2 separate regions of the Mus musculus genome follow, and region 1 is linked to region 2. Evidence: chromatin contacts called from public HiCAR-type data. All regions are on one chromosome and are shown on one strand. Each heading gives the region's core, a stretch centred on a gene start, on an enhancer-like site or on the middle of the called end of the contact. The rest is flanking DNA. Distances are from core to core; before and after follow the strand shown. Region 1 overlaps Gm39902 (a long non-coding RNA gene). Region 2 has its middle 11 kb from the start of Gm14015.

Evidence for each region. HiCAR-type assays count read pairs that join an accessible place to other places.
Region 1: a HiCAR-type map of kidney shows a contact between it and region 2, with 5 times the contacts expected there. The contact joins two enhancer-like sites. A contact is called at or near these places in 8 of 39 promoter capture datasets (cranial neural crest, embryonic stem cells, hippocampal neurons and 3 more), 1 of 15 datasets of contacts at CTCF or cohesin (the NIH/3T3 cell line), 4 of 484 Hi-C or Micro-C datasets (embryonic fibroblasts, embryonic stem cells, gonadal supporting cells and 1 more), 5 of 115 datasets of contacts at active chromatin or transcription factors (embryonic stem cells and kidney) and 1 of 9 other capture datasets (embryonic stem cells).

What each region holds. Positions count from the first base shown.
Region 1 is chr2:106,956,778-106,961,037 of GRCm38.p6, forward strand. Gm39902 (a long non-coding RNA gene) reads left to right here. Exons shown (of 2, transcript XR_866636.2): 2 at 1,161-1,857. Among named protein-coding and RNA genes, the nearest start is that of Gm39902, 3.1 kb to the left of the region's middle. Within about 2 kb of position 2,809, at least 3 of the 459 cell types and tissues checked have an H3K27ac peak or open chromatin away from gene starts, as enhancers often do. A contact at or near this core is called in kidney, where this site is marked.
Region 2 is chr2:106,531,296-106,536,102 of GRCm38.p6, forward strand. No RefSeq gene overlaps it. Among named protein-coding and RNA genes, the nearest start is that of Gm14015, 11 kb to the left of the region's middle. Within about 2 kb of position 2,501, at least 1 of the 459 cell types and tissues checked has an H3K27ac peak or open chromatin away from gene starts, as enhancers often do. A contact at or near this core is called in kidney, where this site is marked.

The DNA.
Region 1 (4,260 bases), core at 1,559-4,058, 430 kb after region 2:
TCTGTGGTCCGTCATCACACACAGAATCTGCTGGTGCCTTGATCTTGGCCATCCCGGTCTCAGGAACAGTGAGAAACAATCTCGGTTATTGATAAGCAGCTTAATCTATGGTGTACACATTTGCTTTTGCTAGAGTGAACCAAATAAATGAAGAAGGATTTATAAAAGGTAGTATATGGCTAAATTAGACTCAGTATGTATGAAATGTTAATTCAGTATTAGGTCTACAAAAACAAATTAAATCTTGAAGCATAAAAGTCCATGAAGTAGAAGCATCATGGATTGAATGTTATGCTGCCCCTAAATTCTTATGTTGAAGTCTGATCTCCCATGACAGTATCAGGAGGTGAGGTCTTCTCCAATGGGACTAGGGACCTTTTAAAAAGTCTTTTCTAGAGATGCCCCCTGCCCCTTCCACTCTGAAAAACTGTAACAGAAATAGAACTAGTTATATCTGCCTCAGAAGAGTGTTTCCATGGGCTCGCCAGCCTTGAGCTCACCAGGCCCTCAAACTTTCTTGTTCGTATGCTTCTTGGTCCAAGATCCTTCGTTATAGTAGCCTGAATAGTCTAAGACATTATTTTTTGAAACTCGCCTGCTTTGTTTTTTGATTACGTTTTCCATGATTGCAAAGTTATAACAAACGGAGGATTTATTTAAGTTCATCCGAATTTTAAAATGACATATTTTTAATGAAAGCAGTGATGTTGTTTTGGTTTAATGCTTGCATTATGGGTTCCCAAATTGCGTGAGAATCCAGCGTGTGAGACAGTTGAGGGTCCCTGCCCCCAGCTGGTTCTAACTGGTAAATAAAGTTGCTGGCAGCTAACAGTTGGGCAGGGAGACAGAGGCAGTACTCCTGGGCAAGGGAACCATTGGAAGAAGGAGTTAGTACTGCCATGCCAGAGAAGCAGGAGGATCAGGTTTGAGAGCTGCAGGAGAGAAAGCATATAGCCACGTAAGAGCTGGGGAGGAGTGGCCCCAGGGAGCCTCTCCGATTGGGTCTAAGGTAGCAAAGATGGAATGCACATTTTAATAAGTAGTAATTCAGGAATATCAGAAGGGAGAGTGTATTAGCAATATGGAGGATGAAGTGGCCGAGCCATTGAGCTGTTTAAGGCATATTTAATATAAGGTTTTGTGTGTGTGTTTCATTCGAGAATCTAGAACATCAGGCAGCTGGCGAGAAGACACACCTCTGCCGCTGGGGAGTTAAGAGTGTATTTGATCAGCGACCACAGCAGAGTGGATTATTAGAACGGATTATTCAGCTACTGCTACACAATGATATCTTCCCAAAGTTGTTTTGGAAGAGAAACTGCAGAAATACATGAAGTTATGAAACTCACGCTGAAGACAGTCCACAGGGCTGTTCCTGAAGAGCTGTGCTCAGATGAAATGTTCTAGAAGGCTGAATGACCAGTGCGTCGGAGACGGTGGGAAAGTTGAAAAGGCTGGGATGTTGCTGGAGCGGAGCCAAACTGTCTTGGGCTATCTTGGTCCCTTAGTGATCTACTGCTTACCTGTGTGTGTGAGACCTAACAACCTTGCATTAGGTAAGTGCTGTTGGAATGTACAAACAGACCCCACACCACAATCAGCCTGATCCAGAGGTTAAGATTGTCATTGGGTCTCATTTGAAGCCTGGAGAGGCTCCTCAACTTTGCTGCAAATGACTTACCTGGCGTTTCTGCTAATGCATTTGAAAAGCAGTTTATGGTTTTCTTTGTCAGTACCTATAAAAGCTTCATAACCTGTTTAAACCTGGCCTTCGGGCTAATCTACATCCGAATCCCTGGGTCAAGGTCATCCATCCTTGACTCTAGAATAAACCATCTCTTACTTCCTTTGGGATGAGAACTGTGTTGATGTTGTGGCTTTAATCTCAAAAACCTGAAATGGGGAGGGCAGTGTAAAAGCACATTATACATACTAGAAGACTAAAACATATAAACATCCCTACCGTGGATATTAAGTACGGTCTGCTTTCTGAGACACCATGAACATTTGACTTTTTGGCAGGATTAGTATTGGAAATGACATATAACACGTTGCACTTTGCAGAGTTCCCTTTGGTTTGGTAAGAGCCACATCTTCGGATTGCCATTGTCAATGTCTCAGACCTAAGCAGCTGTAGGGACAGAGGCAAGAGGAATGTGAGCTGCTGGGGCTGCCATTAGTTTTGCTGGCCTTGGATCATACATCACAAACTTGAGTCCATGATACACGATTAGTTTCCTGAGAAGTTCATTAATTCAGATGGAGCCATTAAATATTCCTGCTCCTTGGACTTCGGACTGAGCTTTGGCTGTGAAGCACAGGGTTATGGAGAGATCACCGTGAGCATGCAAACAATTTCAAACATGCCCAGTGCTTCAGAAGCAGGGCCAAGAAAAACACTAATATTGGATAGCTTTTCTGCAGGTGTCTTAGTGTTGTTGCAGCGCTATAGTCACTCAGGGTAAATGACTCCAGGTCACGCTACATTTGCATAAAAGAGGTCAAATTAAGATCGGAGAAGATTTGACCAAGATTTAGGGTAAGAATGAAGACTTGGGTGGAAAGTCATAGCTGTTTGTTTTCCTTTCCTAAAATATATGAATGCCCCCCAAAGGGTGTGTGTTTAACCAGGCCACTCTGCACTTGAACTCCATGGGAATGCTCAGAATTGGCTTTCCTTCGGCCTGTGCCTTGTATTCAAATGCTGGATGGCCAAGGTGCCAAAGGAGACAATGAACACAGCAGTGCCACACAGCAGTGCCAGGCTCAGCTTCAGACAGCTGGGTCCAGACACTCAGCCTTGCCTACCTTGCCTATCCTGTACTCCACTGCGTCCATCTGTATTATTTCAAGGAGATGTGACAAGGACAGAGGGAAGAACGTGTGAGCTGTTGACGCTTCAGTGTAATTTTCTAGAACTGTGTTAATAAATCACAAACCGGAGCAAATGATATACTTTTAATTGCCCAAGAAGCTAATTAATCAGCCTGAGCTATTAAAACATTGCTGTTCATCTGACTTAGAACTGAGTTTTAGCCAATGCAAAGCCCAGTCTCGTGGAAGTTGAACATTCCTCTGGAAAAAGAGCATGTATCCTAGTTAGCCAGAAGACTGACCATTCACTGGCTCTGAGCAGCCTGGCTAGTCATGTGTTCACTTTTATCAAGTTCACCCTGGCTTCAAGTGGTATTCGATGTTATACCCTTGCCGGGCCAGGCTTTGTAATGCACACTAGATGCACTAAAGGGAACCCATCTGAGCCATATGGGCTGAGAGTAGAATCAAGGCTTCTCGAGAACGAAAGGAAGTGTTAACATGAAAGAGGACTGACACAGGGCCTGGAAACCACCACTGAACTACCGCTGATGTGCTCAAGATAAAGCTAATAAAAAAGGGGCCTGGGAGATGAATTCAATCCCTAAAACTCACGTAAAAATCAAACAAGCCCGGAAGGGCTGGATCAATTAAGCTCGTTTGTTGCTATTCCAGAGAGCCAGGGTTTCCAGCTCCCACGTGGAAAGTCACAATTATCTGTAACCCCAGTTCCTGGGGACCTGATGTTCTCTTCTGGACCCCTAAAACTTGAGTTACAGTTGCCAGCCGAGCCACCATGTGGGTGATGGAAACACAGTCCCAGTCCTCCGGAAGAACAGCCAGTGTTCGTGAGCAGCCGCTGGCCATCGCTCCAGCCCCACCTGGTGGGCATTTTCAGAAGCTGCCATTCTTTATTTTATTGTATTTTGTTTCATTCATTCATTCATTCATTCATTCATTCATCCATCCATCCATTCATTGTAGCAGGCAATGATTTTTAAGCCAGGGCATGTACATCAAATCTTTCTTTTTTGACCTGATATAGTGAAAGGCATTTTCCCCGTATTATGCAAAATAGAGGGTGAGATGTAGGGACTTGGCTGAAATCCCTGATCCCCGACTTAATGCCTGGCAACTTTCTCAATGTAAGAGAATGAAGTCAAAATGTTTCCTCTTCATAAACCCAGATGCAGGTGTTGGGGGATGGGGTGGGGGTTCCTGCAGGCATCACAGTGCGCAGGTATAAGTGAATCTTGAAGTGGTAAGAAAGGAAACTTGGAACAGCCACACTTGGGTCAGTCAGATTGGATCAAAACTTCTAGAGCAGTGGTTCTCAAACTTGTGGGTCTATCACACATCCAGCACTTCAGATATTTACATTATGATTCATAATCGAAATAACTTTATGGCTAGAGGTCACCACAATATGTGCTTCCTACATTGTTG
Region 2 (4,807 bases), core at 1,251-3,750:
ACTTCCCCACCCATTAAAGCTACATGCAAAGAGAACTCCACCCCAAAGGAAACGCAGAGGAGGATTGAATCACAACATATTTCAGAAGAGGGGCATGTCCATGAGTGTGGTTCACAGAAATACAAGAGCGTCAAAGTCAGATCAAACTGGCCTTGGCACTTCCTGGCTGTGGGACCCGATAGGTGCTGTGGACTGCCTTCCTCCTGTTGATATGGGATTAAAGGACAGGTCTATTTGTGCAAAACCTGGCTCACAAATAAGTTGTATGTGTTTACGTCTCTTGAAAAACTGACTTGCTCCTCGCCCCCTGTCTCAGTTTGTACCCCAGCCAGACTTTTCTGGAAGCTTTTGACAATGAGTCTGAAATGACCGAAGGGAATGAAAAAGAACAATTAGTAGCCTAGATATTGAACCACATTCCACAAACAGGAAGCCCCAGAGGTTAGCCAGATATGACTGTTCAGTAGGTATGTGGAGGAAGGGAGAATCCTAGACATCTCTAACTGGATGTCTTTCCTTCCAATAGAAACTCTTACCCCATCCATTTTGCTCCTGTTTAAGATGATGGGGCACCTCTGATTTTTTTATTCTAAAACAAGTGTTTGCTTAGAATAACTACTGTTAGGATAAAGGAGCAATATTATAACTTCTTTTCATGATGAGTTAGCAGGCAAGATCAAAGTCCCTTTTTCTTCAGACTGGACTGCACTGGCATCTAGAAGTGCCTTGAGGACTTTAGATAGAAGCCACCACAGCACAGGACACAATGGCTTTATAGTTTTGCAAGCCTTTTGAAAAATAATGTTATACAGCTTGCTACTGCGTGGTATAGCAAATGGGATAAAGATAGATGCTTGCATCAAGCCAAACTTCCTTAAATGAAAACATTCACTCCATCCATGGTGCACAGGTTTTGTTTTTGTTTTGTCTTAGTGGAAATATATATCTAGGCATCTTTTCCCCTATTCATCATTATTTTATTTATGTATTTATTTTTGAGATTATAATGTGATTACATCTCTTACCTTTCCTCCCCAAAACCCTTTCGTACAGATCCTGCCCCCGCAGCTCTCCTTTAAATTCATGGTGCTGTTTTCTCACTGATTATTATGGGATGAATTTATGTATATACACATATATTCCTGAATATAACCTCTTCAGTCCCTGTAATGTTACTTGTATGTATGCCTTCAGGGCTGACTGCTTGGTACCAGGCAAACAGTTAGTGTGTTACTCCACAGGGAAGCCCACCTCTCTTGTTCCCAGTTTTCCTCAGTTGCCTATAGTTGTGCAGTGTTAAGACCTTGTGGGCTTTTCCCCATCCACTTTGGTGTGTCCATTGGTGACTTGTTCAGTTCATGCTTGTGCAGTTTTGTTTATGGGTCTAGACTCTTTTGTGTAGGCAGGATGATTCAGTGGGTAACAGTGGTGAGTCCAATCCCTGGGACCCAGCTGGTGGAAGGAAAACGCAGACTCCTGAAAGTTGTCCTCTGAGCCTCCACACACTCACCATGATAATACTTACACTGCACACCCCACCTGATATACTTACCCACAAATAAATAAAATAGGGTGCGTATGTGCTTAAAATAGGGTCTTTTGAAAAACTATCCAGTACTAACTTCAGTTAAACAATAATGAAATTAACATTTTCACATCTTCAATGAATGTTAAGACACCTGTTAATGTTTTTCGATGTGTATTATAAGCTATGCCAATTTTAGTAATTTTTAAAGACCTGTCATCCTTCAAACATAACTGTGGCAAAGAATTGATGGTTTTTTTATTTCAAATCTCTAACTTGGCTAGTGACACTAGGAATGTTCAAGTCTACAAATGTTCATACAACATTCAGTTGTGAGTGCGTTGTTTAAAATAAAGACAGAAAGCAATCTAAATGCCCAGCACCAAGGGATTCATAAATGAAGTGTGGTCTCTTCCTATTTTATTAATTAAAAACACAACTTTATAAATAAAATGAGGAAGAAAAGTAAATTCCATGGAAGCTGGCATGTAATATACTTTAAGGAAAAAAAAGAAGTTTAAAACAATATGTCTGATATAAGCTCAGCTTTGTAAATAATTCACAGATACAAACAGAAACAAGACCAGGATAACAAATCAACTGCAAGATTTCTGGGTTGGTTTGATTTGGTTTTAGTTGTTTATTTACTTGTCTGCTTCCTAGCTGGTACACAATTTTGCAAATCTCTATTTTCTAACTATCATAGCAAAAAAGAATTAAAACAAGTAAATTGTTTGACGAAGAAACCCAAATATGATTGGCATTACTTTATTTTGACACTTGGTTTCATCCCAAACTCACAATAGACATTAGCAGTTGTTTCTAGGGAGAATAAAAAGTCCTGAAGGAAGGAATAAATATGAATCTTATAAATGCTGCATGCATTCTTGTCTCGTCTTTGAGAGTCCTTAATGGTATCTACAGGTTAATATTTGTCTAGATAGTGCTAACATACTGGCAAATGTTTCCCTTCTTTAGTTAAACTTCATGTCCATCTTTAATCAACCTACTTCAGCAAGGATCACAGATTTAATCAAGACAGTCATTCTCAAAGTATCACTTTTCTGGGCCTAGAGAATATTTTTGGTCTGTCTTACCTTGTATTTTCTGTACTGGGAGTTCATTTTGCACATGAACATAGACTGACAAAGAACTTATTAGAACTCTTCCTACATCTAAGACTCTGAACTCTGGGATCACAGTGCCTGGGTTTGAATTTTAGTCCCATGAGCTGTAAACAAGCTGTGTGGCTTTGGGCAAAATAGTTACCCTCTATGTTTTGTTTTCTTCTTCTGTGGTGGGAGGATATTAGCACTTACCCAATGGGATTGTTAGGGTGGCAGAAGTTAAGACTTAGTGGCCTTGAGATAGTGGCAGAGTGTATGTGCTCTGTAAAGAACAAGCTGACAACCGTTCTCTACCCTCCAACATCCATTCACAATACTTCTTCCCTTTGCTCTACCCTCAAGGGAGCATTCCACAAGTTTGAGCCACTGGCCTCAGACAGTTTGCCAGGAGATCTAGGATAGGATTAGCTTTCTAGGCTTTGCTCCTCCTGGAATCCACCTCCTGCAAGAGACTCTACTATGGCTGGGTCCTTTCTTACACAGCTAGTGTGAACAGCTACAACACATGAGAGGCAGGCCATTCTCCTGCTGCCCATTTCATGTGGCTTCTCCAGCATCCCACCCTTCCCTTGCTTCTTAAGGCCTGACAATGATAACACCTCCGGAGCATTACTAACCATTGGCTCCTCACTATGCTTGTGCTTCCTGAGTTCCAGGATTCTCGCCTCCCACCTCTATAAATTGCTTCTTCACTAAACGCATTTTAGTTCATCCGTTTTGAGTGAGCCAAGTGCTTCCTGCTGGGACCCTGGCTGACACAGCTGAACATTATTAATATATGTGTCCTTCTGCTCGCAACAGTATTGCAGTCAGAAGAGGTTGTCAAGCATAAAGGTGATCATTTTATTGAGCATGCAAGGCACCAGACAGCTTTCAGGTTCTTCTGAATTATGAATGTCCCAGGTTTTCTACGCCATCAAAGAATCATAGTAGAGAAATTGAAAGGAAGGAATCACTAGTTACTGTTTTATGTGCATAAGAAGGTGTCTGCTGCTTGGAAATCATACTAGTCTGTGCATTGTTGTGGGTCATTTGTTTGACTGTCCTTTTAAGATTCTTGTCAATTTGAACTTTTTCTCTGTCCAAAGCATGTATGAGAAATGCCTGTCTTGGGGTTACTAAATTTCTATGAAGCTGTATTTACCAGTCAACTATCTATTCCTTTATTTAGATATGTACTAGAAGCTGAAGTCCTGCCCCGAATTAGGAAAATATTTTTGCAGAAAAAGACACTATTGGCAAGAAGCAAAGCCATCACAATTCTTGGAAAACTTAACTATATAATTGGGGGAAATAAAATTTGATCTTCTAATTATACTAACAGAGAGAGAGAGAGAGAGAGAGAGAGAGAGAGAGAGAATATGTAAAATAGTGGCTGTAACATGTACTATGAAGGGAGATGCATGGTACCAAAAGGGAGGAGAGAGAGAGAGAGAGAGAGAGAGAGAGAGAGAGAGAGAGAGAGAGAGGATTTCAGAAAAGGAGGAACTGTGTACCAGGACCTTTTTATAACTGGGGGTGGGCTTGGGGAGAGAGGAAGGACACTAGAGAGGTTCATGGGATCAGCCAAGCTTGAGAAGAAAGACAAGGGTCATGGGGTTGAAGGAAGCTAAAGAGAAGACAAAATGGGGCCAGTAGATTGCTTAGTCGCTAAGACAGGAAATGGTCGGAGGATTTTAAGTAGGTAATGACTTTATTGGGTTTGAGTTTTGAAAACCTCATTTGATCTCTGTGGGAGCTGTTCTAGGCTCCAGGATTCCAGATGTCCCAACCTCCAACCACACCCCGCATCCCCTGACTGAAGTACAAATAGGAAATATTCACTAGTTGTCTTGCAGGTGATTAGACTGGAACTGAATTAATTCCTGCTAATCAAAGGGATTCTTCTCAAGGCCCTGGCAGTGACAGGTAATTTCAAAATGAAATCACTCCTCGAGTCTGTGTCTAATCAGTCCCCGCGACTGCATTTCGGCTAGTCAACACTGCTACATATTTTTGTAACTTTCCAGTCATTTTCACATCACAGCTGTCACTGGGCTCCCCGCTGGACTCAAGTACACATAACTAATTAGTCAATCAATCAAGGAGGAGAGAAAGTCTGATGCTACCGTGAGAGGCTCTGCTGGCTAAACTCAAGGACCCAGTTTCAGCCAGA